2 separate regions of the Xenopus laevis genome follow, and region 1 is linked to region 2. A link is a contact called in public Hi-C data. All regions are on one chromosome and are shown on one strand. Each heading gives the region's core, a stretch centred on a gene start, on an enhancer-like site or on the middle of the called end of the contact. The rest is flanking DNA. Distances are from core to core; before and after follow the strand shown.

Region 1 (2,783 bases), core at 124-2,623, 75 kb before region 2:
ATATACGAATATTCTGTTTCCTTGGTGAGTCTAGTATCCTAAGCCACAGGCCACTTCACTGCTTACATTTATCTTTGTCAACAGCAAGTAAGCAGGCAGTCGGGTAGCTCTCCAGGTGAGAAGGAGTAGCAACAATGTACATTCACACCACTGATTTTTGCCAACAGGAAGGTAAGACAGGCAAAGCCAAGGTGGTGGCCTTGAAGTATTAGGAATGGTTGTGAAAGGAGGTCTGCATGCCTTTATTTTAATGAATTGGGAAAAATTCTAGTGGCTTACTGAATTTTTATAGGCAGAAGAAGTAGGCACAATGTCTGTTACTGTTTGCTACAGACTCAAGGGGCTCATTTATCAGCAAATTTGCACCTTGGCAGTACCCTATGGCAACCAGTCAAATGTATTCCTCTACCTGTAGCTAGCTGAAAAAAAAACATAATCCGTGCTTACTACCTAGTTGCAAATATGCCCAATATCACCCACATATCAATTCCTTCATGGTGATATGATTGCCAGATGCTTCAGTCCCACAAATGAAGGTAACCGTCATACTCCTGGCAGGGCGACAGATCCGCAAATGTAAAGTGAGCAAAGTGTTATTTATAGCTTTTATCTGATTGGCCCAGAGATGGCTAGTTTGCATAGCAATACATGATATTCTACTGGAATATTTTTTCCCACTATCTAGCAAGTAGAAAATTACAAAACATGATTCTTAAGATTCCCGTTAATCCATTGTCAGAGATAGAAACCATTTTAGTATTTTACAATTCACCATTCCTTATGAGCAAGTACATCTTCACTCCTTATATTTAGGGGCAGTTTTATTAATGTTTGAGTTGTTTTTTCCATGAATATTTGAGTTTTGGTGTATAATCAATACTTCCACCATCCACTTTTTTATATATTAGTATAGGAATTTATTTAATCCAGAGAAAGGCAACAGCAACTTGACATTAAAAAAAAATCCCAGAGGTATTGCTCAACACCAGGTGCTGAACAGTCGAATCCTAGGACTGTGCAGCTTTGTTATTAGGGGTAAACACTATCCTGTGCTGTCAGATGTGACCTTGACTGGCAGGGTATGTGCTAGGGTACTAACCCCTACGTTACTCCTTGTTGGGGCACCAGATTGCCCTTCCTACCTGGTCTTAATTCCCTTTTTACTGCTGCAGTGAGCTATAATATAAACTTTTTTCACTAGCTAGACCGGGCACTTAGTTCTGAGACCCAGGTTCCAGGCATTCTGCACAGATAGCAACTTTCTGCCCAGAGATGAACCTCCATATATTACCTTCTGATCCCTTGCAGGGAGTCCTGCTTTAAAGCCTCTTCTTGTGGCAGTGGTGAAAGTAGATGAGCACAGGTCTGGGTGCAAAACTGGAGGGGGCAGGGCCAGGTACAGTCACACCGGCTGCTCTCCAGGTAGTCTAGTTGTGGCCAAACCTATACACAATACCTTATACAATTGTTTTCACTATGACAAGCCTTTTATAATGGTGATAAACTGCACATTTTGTAGTATGGTATGTATTCTTGCATTGTTTTGCACCCCTCTAATGTAGGCTTATTTGTTCCTTGAGATAGTGTTTTATTAGCAAATGATGGTATTTTGTGTCAGGGGGGTTTATAGGTTTCTTTTATTATAATATATGTTAATAGCAAGGTAACCTGTGCTACACTGAATTGATTGTCTAACCACCACTAACAAGAGTCAATGTAAACAGAGCGAAGGGGGGGGGGGAATAAACACTTCCCACTATAGGTTGCATGTAGTTATTTACTTTATGGGTATCTCATTTACTTGTATGATCGGCCCATGGCCCGAGGGAAACTCTTATGATTGGCTCACATATTTTCAATTGTTGGCTATGTAAGGAAAACCAAAGGAAAGCTGCTACTGTTCTAGGGTGTGGTCTGAATGTTTATATAGTGAATAAAGTACCCCCTATTGTACTATATAAGCATTTTATGTCACGGAGGAGTTTCATGACCAAATAAAAGCACAAGACCAAAGGCCAAGTTCTTTTATAAAGGTCATGGAAGTCTGAGATGACTATTAATATCCTCATATTTTTCAACAGGGGGTACATTATTTATTTGTATTTGACATTACATCACTATGCACCAATTATGATTTATGACGTCACTTAGGTCCATTTATAAGGATATCATTTAGAGGATATTCATGGCTCTTGTGCATTATAATTTAATAACTATGTCCTCCATTTAGGATAACATTAAAGGGTGACCATTTTAAATGAAGGGTCATACTTAAATATAAGTGTGTATATCTATGATATGAGAGCAGGTCTGCAATGGATATTTTCCTATTTGTACAATGCAATAATATTGTCGACGTGTCTTTACATTGTCGACGTGTCTTTACACAGACTAGACTGAAAAATACATCTCAAAATCAAGAATAAACATAAAAAATTTACAATATATATTTTAATTTTAAAATTAGCTTATTGGTTAGACTAAGCGACAGCTACACCTTGTGGGAAGTTGCCAGGTGGCTAAAATGTATAAATAGGCCCCAGGCCCCGGTCATTAGTGTATTTTTACTGTTACTATTAATAGAGCATAGTTACAATTCCCTAGGAATTTTTTTCCAGCTGGGAAGCTCTCTGCTCTTCTAATTTAGCAAGTCACCTTGTTTTGTTGGAGAGAGTTTGGGAGAGGCTGTATCCTATTTTTACAAGAAATAACTGCTTTTATTCCTGTTTTCTAACATCTGTGCAGCAGTCTGATGTAGACTCAGGAGAGAGAAGTAAACCTTT
Region 2 (2,889 bases), core at 41-2,540:
GCAATTTTTCTAAGGGCAGGGTGCAATGTGCAAAGAAACATGGTGGATTGCCCCCTACCCCACATTTAATACATAACACTTTAGTTCTCTTTTTTCATCCAGTGCTGGACTAATTCCACCATTTAAGCATTTCTCAAAGGAAATGCAGACTTCAGGGTTTTTTTTTTTTTTTTTTGAGAGCATCTGCATTTTACTTTACAGATCACTCACCAAATGTTCTCAACACACCTGCCTATCATTAATCATATAGCAGGACAAACAGTGCTCATAAAAATGCAGGCAATCCATAGAGGAGGAAGCGTAACTCTTATGTCTTGTACTTTTGTCTTGTGCACTGTCAAAGGGGCTAGCGTTCAGCAGAGGCAACCAAGGAGAGTGTGACATTTGCTTTATGCTTGTTGACTCCACATGTCAGAGCATTTTACCCTCACTGGAATACGCTTCAAACTTGTACTTTTTTTTTTTTAGTACCGTACTGGTGAGAAACTCCGCTTTTCTTTCTAGCGCCAGCTAAATACTAGGATGGGATCACAGAGAAAGATGAAAATTTTAAAACCCCCCCCATACTGATGTGAAAAGAGAGAGAGAGAACTCTGTGCTCAAAATTATATGTTTCTGTACAGCGCTGTAGCATAAATTACACACCAAAAAAAGAAAGTCTCAGCATGACTGCACGTTGGGCTAGAAAGATTCTGTGACATGCACACAACCACTTGCTATTACAACAGGACTACAGAAGTGCTTAATACTTAGCCACACAACACAGAAAGTCTGCTTATAGCCATCAGACGGAAGGATGATTGACATACACATAGATTGGCACAGCTGGCAGTATATCATATGCTGCACTCAGCTCTGTCATGCTAGTCGCTAATTGGCTTTTTCCACTAACAGGAAAATCCTTCTTTGGTTTTAACAGCTGCTCTGAAAGAAAGGCGCCTGCAAATAAATGTACTGTCAGGACCGGCTCAGGGACCAAGGAGTTAAGAAGCCTCTCAGATGAAATACAGGAGAATGACACAGAACATATATGAAGCACTATGAGTATGACCATACCATTTCTAATGAATACCTATATACGCACAGATATATGAATAGGCACACACGTGTTTATAAGGTAAAACAGGGATTCATCCCTAAATGATGCTTACATGTGGCATATAACAGCACAGACTATTGATAAATCAGCATTGCTCATGTGTTGCATGTAGTCGAGTCTGAGAGCTAATTACTCACCCACACTCCTTTCCCATGTGAGTTTCCTGTGGCCCCTGTGTCACTTTGCACCGTGTCCCTGTTCCCTGTGTCAGGCCGGATGCTCTTAAATTTCCTGTGAATTTCCCACTTCCCAGTCCGTTATTTGCTCCTGCCGCCCCTTCTCGCCTCTTCCTCTCTCTCTTTCTCTCTCTCCCAGACACAAAGAGCTGAGCGTGCAGGACGGAGCAGACACGGGAGCAGCTTCTCTCTGTCTCTCTCGCTGGCTCCAGTTGAAGGGCAACTTTCAGTCACTTTCCAGTAGCTCTGCCGGTCTCATCCCCGCTATGTACGAACCTTCCCTTAGCCCCCCCTGCCCCCAGCATGTAGCCACAATAACCCTGTGTGTACCACACTCCCAGAATGCTTAGCAACCGCTCCCAGTCCCCTTGCAGAACACCCTCTATAGCTTGTTCTCCTTTTGTTCTAAGCTGATTTGTTCTCCTTCCTCCCCACTGCCCCATCCCATTACATTTTTCCTATTTTTTCTCTCTCTTCACTTTATTTCCAGACAGTTTGCAGACTCAATGGCTCCCCCTGCCGATGGTCACTTTGTTAACTTTACTGGCTCTTGAAAAGAAACAGTTTTGTCCATGCTTTGGAGAATGTTTAGTGTGACAAATGCTGAGCTAGAAAAGGACATGTGGTTTGGCTACTGGAATGTGCTTGCGCCTTTTTTTTTCATAATTCCCCCATACTTTCCCCCATTTTCAGTATTAAAAGACAGGGAAAGGCACTGGACAGTACCCCCCCCACTATTGTATAGTGGACATACCAGTTTATCCAGTGTGGGACTGGGATGTCGGGCTCACCAGAAAACCTTAGACTGCGGGCCCACTTTCCAAACTATTATTCCTTCTCTCAACCTCTTTATTCTCCTAGTCTTTTATCTCTACATACTATACTCTATTCTTCCATAATTAAGCCCCTTAAAGAAATAGGGAATGACCATGAAATAGGCAAAATGGTTAGAAGCAAGAGGACCCACTGACACCTGGGCCCATTGGGAGTTTTCCTGTATCCCAGTGGGCCAGTCTGACACTGGGTTTATCCCAGGGGGTCTGGCAAAATCTGTCCCGCTACAAAAACAAAGTATTGTTGGTCTGGGAAGTGGAGGTTGTTGTTGTGGTTGCAGCAGAGGCATATTCTTTAGAGACAATGGGAGCATCTTGGGTGTGGCAGGGCAGCCCACCTTGGCACCAGGTCCAGACTGGGAATCAAAATAGGCCCTGGCATTCCAAGTACACAAAGGCACAAGCAGCCTCCCACCAGCCCAACTCTATGGGAACTTACAAAAGCCCCTCTGGCATTTGCCAGAACCCACAGATTGCCAGTCCAGGCCTGCTTGGCACCTCTCTGGAATCTACCCTAGCTACAGCAGGAAGACTCCCTCCAACAGTTTGGATTCCCCTACCCCTGCGGAGGAGTGCTTATTGGAGGAACTCAGCAAGCTAAAGGTATTGTTACGCTATTGAGTCACCCAAAAGTACCCTGTGCCTTTAATTGTGGAGTTACCTAGAGAAGAACAATGTATGCTGAACTGTGCCTCATTCTGTGGATTGATGTCAAAAGATTCTCTGCCCTGTTACCTGTATAGAAGGAACTGTGCATTGGACTGAATAAGGAGAACTTTAT

The links. Hi-C and Micro-C count contacts between places; a contact is called where the count stands out from the background.
Region 1: a Hi-C map of animal cap shows a contact between it and region 2, with 4 times the contacts expected there. The contact joins the enhancer-like site here to the promoter of homer3.L in region 2. A contact is called at or near these places in 3 of 4 Hi-C or Micro-C datasets (the XL177 cell line, the XTC cell line and animal cap).

What each region holds. Positions count from the first base shown.
Region 1 is chr1L:124,479,186-124,481,968 of Xenopus_laevis_v10.1, reverse strand. No RefSeq gene overlaps it. Among protein-coding and RNA genes, the nearest start is that of ddx49.L, 18 kb to the left of the region's middle. Within about 2 kb of position 1,373, at least 1 of the 7 cell types and tissues checked has an H3K27ac peak or open chromatin away from gene starts, as enhancers often do. A contact at or near this core is called in animal cap, where this site is marked.
Region 2 is chr1L:124,403,743-124,406,631 of Xenopus_laevis_v10.1, reverse strand. homer3.L (homer scaffold protein 3 L homeolog) reads right to left here and starts at 1,290. Exons shown (of 10, transcript NM_001087155.1): 1 at 1,237-1,290.